Regions from separate parts of the Pan troglodytes genome. Here region 2 is linked to region 1. The links are chromatin contacts, called in public capture Hi-C maps. All regions are on one chromosome and are shown on one strand. Each heading gives the region's core, a stretch centred on a gene start, on an enhancer-like site or on the middle of the called end of the contact. The rest is flanking DNA. Distances are from core to core; before and after follow the strand shown. Region 1 overlaps RAD51B (RAD51 paralog B). Region 2 overlaps RAD51B (RAD51 paralog B).

What was found. Capture Hi-C pulls out chosen DNA fragments and counts their contacts.
Region 2: a capture Hi-C map of stem cell-derived neural stem cells shows a contact between it and region 1, with 4 times the contacts expected there. The contact joins two enhancer-like sites. A contact is called at or near these places in 1 of 7 Hi-C or Micro-C datasets (stem cell-derived neural progenitor cells) and 1 of 1 other capture datasets (stem cell-derived neural stem cells).

What each region holds. Positions count from the first base shown.
Region 1 is chr15:66,232,773-66,237,692 of NHGRI_mPanTro3-v2.0_pri, forward strand. The region is part of intron 7 of RAD51B (RAD51 paralog B); the gene reads left to right. Among named protein-coding and RNA genes, the nearest start is that of RAD51B, 440 kb to the left of the region's middle. Within about 2 kb of position 2,124, at least 8 of the 24 cell types and tissues checked have an H3K27ac peak or open chromatin away from gene starts, as enhancers often do. A contact at or near this core is called in stem cell-derived neural progenitor cells and stem cell-derived neural stem cells, where this site is marked.
Region 2 is chr15:66,612,870-66,617,789 of NHGRI_mPanTro3-v2.0_pri, forward strand. All of the region lies in intron 10 of RAD51B (RAD51 paralog B), which reads left to right. Among named protein-coding and RNA genes, the nearest start is that of ZFP36L1, 160 kb to the right of the region's middle. Within about 2 kb of position 2,147, at least 9 of the 24 cell types and tissues checked have an H3K27ac peak or open chromatin away from gene starts, as enhancers often do. A contact at or near this core is called in stem cell-derived neural progenitor cells and stem cell-derived neural stem cells, where this site is marked.

The DNA.
Region 1 (4,920 bases), core at 874-3,373:
CTTTGTTTCTCACTACTCTGGGGAGTGGGTATCTGAATAGTGAGGCATAAAACCATCTGTGGCTACATGAGATTGGACCAACCAACAAGGCCAATATTTTCTTGACAGGGAACTGGCTGCAGTGATTCTAAAACATATGCTTCCAAGATACTGTCTTTAAGATTTCCATCTTTCTTTTTTCCCCAGCTCCCCTTGATTTTAATTTCTCTGCCCCATTGCACTCTGCTAGCAGAGGGCGGACACAGCCTGCAGGCAGCTGCTTTGAAATGGCAGATTGGGATGGATGTGCCCATTGGTGCTGGCACCCTCGCCTTTGTGTGCCAGTGGGTCATGAAGGGTCTGGGGGTAAGGCACCTGAGTCCTTGCCCGAATGGCACCAGGCCCTCTGGCAGAGGGGCAGCAGTGGCTGGGCTGAGTCAGTTGGAAGATGCTGCCCTCACTAACTCAGGTTTACAGAACAGGTGTTTTTAAAGAGCAGTCTGATCCTGGTTCAGCTCTGTCACCGGTTTGGAAATACTGCCGTGCAGTCGGTGGGGCATTGCCTCTCAGTTTCTTCCTAGCAATTTGCTGGTGTCTGCTACCCTGGATGCCTCACATGCCACAGGACACACTAAGCTAAATAAAGCAGAGCAAGTTCTGTCTTTCATGTTGTGAAGAGTATGAACTTGGGCTGTGGAAATACTTCTTTGGATTTTTGCTGAAAAAGAAAAGAATAGCATTAAAACAAAACAATACTTACCAACTAGTAATAATACTCTAAGTATACCCTACATTAAGAAACTCCTGTAAAACCAAGTCTGAATGTATAAAATCGATCAAACAAAAGGATTGTATTTTAATTACAAAAGCATTCTTTGTAACTGGAACCACAATCGGATTACATTAAATAGTGAGCTTCTGATGTGAATTGTAAATGTTTTAATCTACAAAAAAAAGTACTTAAATCTTGACTTTTCAGGAACCCACTTGTTATATAAAACAAAAACTAACTGGACTATAGTTTTACACACATACTTACATCACACCCTCACCACTTTCCGACTGGGAATCCTAGAGTATTTTTTAGTGTTTAGCTGGAGGTCCAGGTAGTGTCCTAATTTTGCACACACAGCCCTGGTGACATGAAAGGGCATTGTTGAAATGACCAAGTGAGTCATGGTAATCAGGGCAATCCTGTAGGATTAGAGATATGGGGGTCTTGTTTATTTGTGTGCCTGCTAGAGCTGCAATTCTTTCATAAACTACATGACTTTTGAAAATACCTCAAACAACATATATAAATCAGACCAAGGATATTAATCTCAGGCCACCGCCATAGTGAGGCTTTGAAGCCAGGGGAAGGTGGTGAGACCTTCTTGTTTGTTAAGGAAGAAATGTCATAAAAATTCCAAAGCAGGACTCAAATTTCCAGGGGAGAGGGCCTCTTTATTGTTTCCTCTAATAGCTGCTTTGGCGCTTTAGTGAATAAATGTGTTGCACAAAGTAACCCTAGATGCATCTGAACTTTAGTCTGGCTTGGCTCCCACTTTTGTATTTAGCATCCATTCTGAATTATTTATTTAAGATATTTTTGCTGTTGTTTGTCACTCCTTCTTCCTGTCTCCCTACCAGCCCCCCTCATTTGTCCTGTCTTTATTTTCACACTTCTCTAATTAATTGATATCTTCTGCTCTTAGCACTGCAGCAAATGTGCCTGCATTTTTATGTGGATCTTCACTATGCAGGCTATGCTTTTAAGTTTCTGGAATAGAATGATGGTAAAAATGAGTCATGGCTTGTTTCTATATTTGTTTCTGAGTCAAGAAGCTTAATTTTCTTACTATAATGCCTGAGATATCAAGCTATACAGTTTACTTTTAAGGGAAACAATCACAATTTCATCAATTCCTTTAAGTAGATGTTTTCAAATATTATAGAATTCTTTGGATTTGTGTTTCCAAAATGAACAACACAATGGTAGTGCTATTATTGTTTTAAGGAGAAAAAGAAGCACATCCAAAATAGGTAAAATCTTCCCCTAAATCCCCTGGGAACAGGCCTATGGGTGTTGCCCTGGCCTGCTCACAGCCCCAGGACAACCGGCATTAATTCACTGAGGGCCTCATACCTACATCTCAATGACTGCTTAAACCAGATACCTGAGGGTCTGGGGTCTAACAGAAGAAAAAAGGAGAGTAGAGCTGAGGGTTATGGAACATTCCCAGGAAGGGAGAGAATATCAGAAAATGCAAGACTGCCCCAGTGCAGCAGCAGTGATGCAGCCAGAGGTTACCAGAAGTTCTGGCACCTCCACCTTCATGGACACAAGCTGTATATATCAGTTTACCATGGTTTTCAGTGTAAAAAAGCCAACTTATGTCCTTCAGTGTCAGTTTATTGAGCTCTTCAGTGCAGCCTCATAACTTATATTAATTGGGAGGAAAATGCTTCCAGAGAAAGGAGAGATGCTGGACAAAACAACTTTGTCTTTGACTAGTTGTCAAGGCCCTGCTGTTTGGAGTCATTGACAAGTCCTTGATTCTTGTATGACAGATCCAGGGGAAAAAAAGAAGTGATTCATCTTCTTCTGTTGCACCTTTCAAGGAGGAATTAAAAAAAAAAAAAGATTTTGCTTATGGACTTAACATCACTGGCAGCAGTAAGTGGGCTCTGACTCTTTGCAAGGTATAATTTACCATTGTGCTCCTCCCTCCTGAGTTTATGCACCTCGATGAGCCCCGGCCCATTAAAATTCCTTCTTAAAAGCAGGAGGTGAAAAGAGCCAAGCGTGTGTTTTTTTTAGAGGAGAGTGTAGCTATACAAGGAAAGAGGTCCCAGTCCTTTTTCTATTTTAAATGCTGGTAAACAACTTGAAACCTGTTAAAGCTTTTGAAGGAATGTGGAGGAGTTGTCCTTTTGACTCCAATGTTGGGGAAGACAAAATAAAGGAAATAATTTTAAGAAAAGAGACTTTCCCATGATGAGCTTTAGTCTGAAGCATCCTGCAGGTGTCACATCTGTTCCTCTAGGTGTGCAGATTAATTTCAGTTGCCTCCATGTCTGCTGGGTCCATTATCTTTGCTCGGCTGGGTCCAACATCTTTGCTCATTTCTCTACTGAACTTTTTCCAACTTTTAGTGCTGTGCTTTTCCAGCTCAGCCCTTGTCAAAGTATGAAATACCATTTGTTTCTTGGTGAGACAGAATAGTGTTGTTTAAAGATGACATGCTAATACAGTTATGTAAAAATTCTCCATTTTGTAATGCTACAGGAAAAAAACACCAGTGTCCGTTATGACTGAACAAAGTTATCACTCAGCCATGTTATCTCAGTCATGCACATCAAGATTGACCTGTCTGCCATTTGGGGAAGCCTTCATAATTTGTAAGGTGCAGGAAGGAACTAGTTTTAATTGAGATTTAAGAGGAATGTCTTTCACTAGCCTTTCTTTTTGAGTCCCTTATTTCTAAAGGGTCTTTTGCAACTTGTACAAAAGAGCAAGATCCTTCATTCCTCTTTTAATCCTACAGCCTGCAGGAGTTGAGTATACCTATAACCAGGCAGCTAAATTTTGAAAACAAGGTGGTGAAGTTTAAAATTACATTTTAGCTGTGGAAATTTGAGCTTTAGAGAATGATTACGTTCTGATTTTCTTGGAAATATTCTCTGTATAGAGACTCAAATGTGGGTCTTCCCTATTATTTATCCCAACTTCTTCAGAAATTATATGAATGGAAGAGGGAGAAATAAGAGCCATCTAAAATTATGTAAATCTAGCTGGGATGTGTATTTTTGAATTGACATTTAAATATGGTCCTAGCTTATATTCTGGAGATTCAGTACACTCCTCCAAGCCTTACTTTATTCCCTACTTCTTCACCACCCTTCCGTCCATCACTCATACACACATGTATGTGCACACACATGTCTTTTGCCAAACAATGGAGAAACATACATGGTATTTTAATAGGGTCACACTTATATAAACTGTTTTGCAACTTGTTTCTTTTTGTATAACAACATTGCAGGAAAAAATACACTTTATTCTTTTTTAACAGCTGCCTATTAAGTCATACTGAATATATACATACAAACCCATTTGTTATTGATGGATATTTAGGTGGCATCTAATTTTTCACTATTTCAAGCAATGTTTCACTATTTCAAGCAATGTTATATGTTCTTTTTTTCTTAAAAAAGGAATGTAGCCAGGTGTGGTGACTCACTCCTGTAATCCTAGCACTTTGGGAGGCCAAGGCAGGCAGATCACCTGAGGTCAGGAGTTCGAGACCAGCCTGGCCAACATGGCGAAACCCTGACTCTAATAAAAGTACAAAAAAATTAGCCAGGCATGGTGGTGTGTGCCTGTAATCTCAGCTACTCAGGAGGCTAAGGCAGGAGAATCACTTGAACCTGGGCGGCGGAGGTTGCAGTGAGCCAAGATCACGCCATTGCACTCTAGCCTGGGCAACAGAGCAGGACTCCGTCAAAAAAAAAAAAAAAGAATGTTCCTCATTGTAAATTTGGTCAAATTCTCCATTCCAAAAGGCAGAAAAATATAAAGAAGAAAATAAAAATCACTTAGTCATAATTGTCTATCCAGAGATACCTTTAATACTGTAGTATATTTATTTCCAGATTTTTTCAGTGTATTTGTTTATTAACAAAATTGGTATCATGCCATCTGTAGCTTTTTTTTTCATGTAACATTATACTTAAGATATTTCCTCACATCCTTCAACCTTTCTTTTGGAAAAATTTTTCTGTATGTTGTATTTTGTCTTTTGTGAATGTTTGTTTAGTTTTCTGTTCTTCGCGTTTCTATTGGAATGTTAATGTGTGTTTTTGTATTGGCTTATACAGTAAGGCTATTAACCTTTTGTCTCATATTTGTTTCAGTTATTTTTCCCAGTTTCTCATTTGCCTTTTAATTTTGTTTGT
Region 2 (4,920 bases), core at 897-3,396, 380 kb after region 1:
CTGCTTGCCTCTGGCATGGTGGACCAGAGGGTTTTCAGGACAGTATTAGGGTATGGGAGGAGGGAGTGGCCTGGAGATTGATCCCTTGGGGAGTCACTACAGCTCGGAAGCCGGGGACAGGCCTTTAGTTAATGTGCTAGAATGGATGGAACTTGACTCAAGAGAGGCCCTCATGCCACAAGGTTTTGAATCTCCCATGTGCCCGGCATATAGAAAATTTAGGGAGTTAAAAGCAAAGAGTATAAGGTGCACCTTTTCCTCTTTGGGCACTCGTCCCTTTACCACTGTCCCAGCTCTCCCTGGGGGCCATGCTGTCACTGGCAGCCTTTGCACGGTCTGTTCCCTCTGCTGGGAGTGTCTGTCCTACCTCCTTGGCTGCCTGGCCAGCTCTGGCTCACCCTTGAAGACGCCGCTCAGGCTCCTGCCTACCCAGGCTCCAGTGTCTGTGTGTGCGCTGCGTGCTGGCCATCCACCTCATATTCTTGCTCTGTCCACACTGTATAACCATCACTGGCTGGCCTGGGAGAGTTTGAAGGTGAGATTTCTTGTTCATCTTTCGATCCTCTGCATCCCAGGAGCCCTCAGTGAGGGTTTGCTAAGTGAAGCAGGCCAGGAAGGAATGCTGCGTTCTCAGGAAGACCTCTTCAGCAAAACACTGTTGACCTTTGCCTTTGCATCATGCGCCAGGCATGACCTAGCACAGCCATTTTAAACCTCTTAGACACCAAGAAACTCTTTCTTTCTTCTCCAGAAGCCAAACCATTTGTTTCTAAATTCCGCTTTCTTTGCCTCCGAGGCCCCCTCATCTGGAGCCTTCTTGCCCATCTAGTGTCTGGAGCTTCACATCCTCCGGGAGGTTCTTTACTGCTACTTTCAGTAAGTAAAGCCACTGACTTTTCCTTCAGCTGTGGGGTGCTCGCTGAATTCTTACCACTTCTTCAGGCAAAAACAACCTAGAAGCACTCTCTGATCCAAAGTGTTTCTCAGGGAGAGCGGCCAAGTGAGCACAGGAGCCGCTCGGCCGTCTGGGACTGTGATGTGATGTCTGAACAGCCTCTTTAGAAACACTGCAGCCTTTTCCAGGGATGCCATCCAGACGGGGACATCCCTCACAAGTTGTCTAGGGTCCTGGGGATGGAGGCCGGGAGCTCCGGATCGAGGGATTTAGCCTTATGGGGCCTGGTTGGCCCCGCCAGGCCAGCTGTGAATGAGGAGGGTGTCTGAGCTCTGTTTTGCACCCGTCCACTCACCAACTTATTCTTGACCTAACACACCATGCCCCTGCTGCCCTTGGCTGTGACGATGGGAAGCAACTGTCCAAAAAGCCTGAGGGGAGCCAGCTCCAAGAAACCCACCGTTGGCCCACCATGCCCACCCTTCTCAGCGCAATGACCAGTGGGTCTTTATGTTTTACAGTCAGGGCCTTGCTCTGTTGCCCAGGCTGGAGTGCAGTGGTACGATCACAGCTCACTGCAGCCTTGACCACCCAGGCTCAAGTGATCCTCCCACCCCAGCCTCCTGAGTAGCTGGTACTGTAAGCACACACCACCATGCCCAGCTAATTTTTTCTTTTCTTTTTTTTTTTCTTTTTCTTTTTCTTTTTCTTTTTTTTTTTTTTTTTTTTTGGAGAGAGGGGTTCTCACCATCTTGCCCAGGCTGGTCTTGAACACATGGGCTCAAGTGATCCTCCTGTCTTGGCCTCCCAAAGTGCTGAAGTGCTGGGATTATAGGCATGAGCCACCACACCCAGCCCTGGGCCTCTTTTTGAGGACACCAATGCCATTGCCTCCAGGCTAAACTGCTCTCCACACAAGTTAGTTCCATAGACTCTCCAGGTCCTTGGGACCCCATGAAACTCTCTGGGGCTGTGCCCAGAGTCCACTTGACAGAAACCTGATTCTTTTCCTGTGAGGCAAACAGCTGTGATCGGGACATGTCTGTCAGGGGATGACTTGGCAGAGCTACAACGCCAAGGCTCGGATGCATATTTTTTATGTGATTCCTTAAAATTCAAGCAGGAGAATACGCCTTCCCCCAAACGGCTGGCTCCCCCACTGCATTCGCATTCCCCCCACGATGTATAACAGGAGTCCGCAGCCCGCCCCTGGAGAGGACAAGGCTGTAATTCAGCAAGGCTCCAGTGACATCCTGACCGTGAGAGTGCAGCTGGGGCAGTTTATGAACAGTGCTCTAGTCCCTGGGGGAAGTTAGCTCTGTTCTCCAGCCCACAAGAGTCTATTGTTCGCTTTCTTGTTTTTCTCCAAATGTTTAGATGTGCTCAGAGCACAGAAAAGCCCGAAACCCAGGCCACCAGCCAGGGCGATCCTGAAGCAGGGAAGCCTGTGGGCTGGAGCTCGTGGGGCTACCCCCACCCACACACACCCATTGTTGTTCCTACCTCGCCCTAAGATGTGACCGTCCTGGAGGACAGAGGTAAGGGAGTGGCCTCTTTTTGGCCAGGGCTGTTTGGACAACAGTGGGCTTGGATTGTTCCAGCAAGTGAGGTATGAGACCACAGCTCAGGCTCACTTGGGTGGTAGCCAGAAGCAACTGCCCAAGTTACCTTGGGCCCATCCAAAATGTGCACAGAGAGAGTTTGGCAACTGTCTTCCAGTTGCTTGTCACTGACCAAGACTGCTGAAGTTTGACAGGAATAAGCAAGTTCTGGCCTCCTGTCTGCATCAAGAATCTGGGCTCCAAGGTACAGCCTCTTGAGTTGGACTCCTGCCATCAGCTCTTCCTAACTGTGCAAACTTGGGCGAGTTACTTAGCCTCTCTGAGCCTCAGTTTCCTCCTGGGTAAAATGGCACCTACCTCGTAGAGTTACTGAGGATTCAACAAGGTAATCAAGGTAAGCACTGGCACAGAATGAGCCCTCAATACATACTGGTTATTCTTTGTATTATTACTGTTATCAATGATTACTAGTACACCATCCCAAAGTCACCTCCTCTGCTTGGAGCATCCATTTTTGTACCTAAACCGAATGCCTTCAACAGTCTCCAGTTGTGGGTCAGAGAAGAGCTGTGCAAGAACGGCAATGCCAGAGGAATGAAGGATGAAGTGCCTTGTGATGTGGGGAGGAGAGAACGTGCTCAAAAGCCCGTCGCCTTTGCCTCCCACTCCCCTTAGCCCCAGATCCCTTTCTCCAGGGCTCATATTACCTGCCCTCCCCCAGTGGCTGGGATTCTCAGCCTGCCACTGGCTCCACAGTCCCTACAGAGCCACCGAAACCCTCCCACCCCTGCCTGGAAAATGCCTCTCCCCCGTATACCACCTTGGCGGCCACCACTAGTCAGCCAGTAATGGGGTGGGGGTGAGACGGAGGTGGAGCCTCTGGAAATGGTGCTAGGTCAAGGGAGAAGGAGATCCAGGACCCCAACTCCGTAGGCCTGGGATGCTGAGTACAGTTTAGAGATTGGGGATTCATTTACACCAGCTTGGGGGGCTTTGGTGTGAAGGGAGATGGACAGAGTATGAGGGAGGAGGAAAAGGTAGAGGGTAGAGGAATGCATCCTGAATCCTAGTCCTTTCTGACTGGGACAGTTCACATCCGTAAACGAGGCTCTGGGGCCTGCCTCAAGAAATGGAACTATGATGATCCCCCTTTGGATGCATTAATCCTTTCAAAAATAAGACTCTGGGAGCCTCCGGTGACAGGGCCATATGGTTTCCTTATCTTCCTTATCTTCCAGCACTCACCTTCCATTTGGAATGTTTATCCCAAGATAATGATCAGATTCCACTTAGGGTGATTGAATGGGGGCCTCTGAGTATCCCCCCCTCAATTTCAAATGAATGGGTGATCCGATCCAATAATAGATGAGCCTAACAGTCTCCTGCTAATGGATGGGGCTCCTCAGCCCCATGCCATGCACCCCCAACTTCCTTTTCCCGCAAATATCCACCCCCTTCAACCTGGGCAACTCCACTTTTACCTGCTTTATATAGTGGAGGGTGCTCTGTGTAAAATTTCTAGTGAGCCAAATGGAACTGCTTTAAACTATGTTTAAAAACCAGAGATATGATGCTAACTCAGCGATTTTCAATAGAAATGTAATGCAAGCCACAAATGCAAGCTACACGTGTCATTTTAAATTTTCTGATAGCCACACATCTGTAAAAATAAACAGATGAAATTAATTTTAAGGATATATTTTATTTGAAATCTAATTTATATCATAGTTATTTAATATAACTAATATATACTACATTTTATTAAACCCCAAAATATTTTAACTTGTTACCAATATAAAAATTATTTGCGAGGTATTTCACCTTCACTTCTTTGTACTTAGTCTTCAATATCCAGAGTATATATTGATTCTGACTAGCCACATTTCAAATGCTCAGTTGCCCCTGGGCTAGTGGCTATTGTATTAGATAGGGCAGATCTAGACAGACCACACTAAGAACCTAGGGCAAGGACAAACTCTGATGGGCGTAGTTGAACTGGCTGCTAGAGAGAGACCCTTTGAGAAGAAGAGCAATTTACAACTTTGCTCTGAGTCTAAGTGGAGATCTAGCCATCATCTTGCTACCTCTCCTTGCCTTTCCCCTCCCAGGGAGGAAAACACATAGGACACAGCATTTTTTTTTTAAGTGATAGCAGTTTTAATTGCTACTAATTTAATGGCAGTCATTTCACCTGCTAATAAAATTGTCCATTGAGGCCTCCAGCCGTGAGTGCTTTTTTCCATGGACTGTTTAAAAGTGAAGCTAATGCTGATTGTCACCAAACATCCATGTCATGGATCCACTGTACTTTGTCTGAAGAAGGGGAGGCCCGACTGGGGTAGACAGAGTCAGCTTTGGGTGATCACTGCCAGTAGACACCCTCTGATTCCAGAGAACAGGAGACACAATTCAGACTTTGACAGGACATTCAGATAAGTGTTCACTAGTCAATCGGATACCATA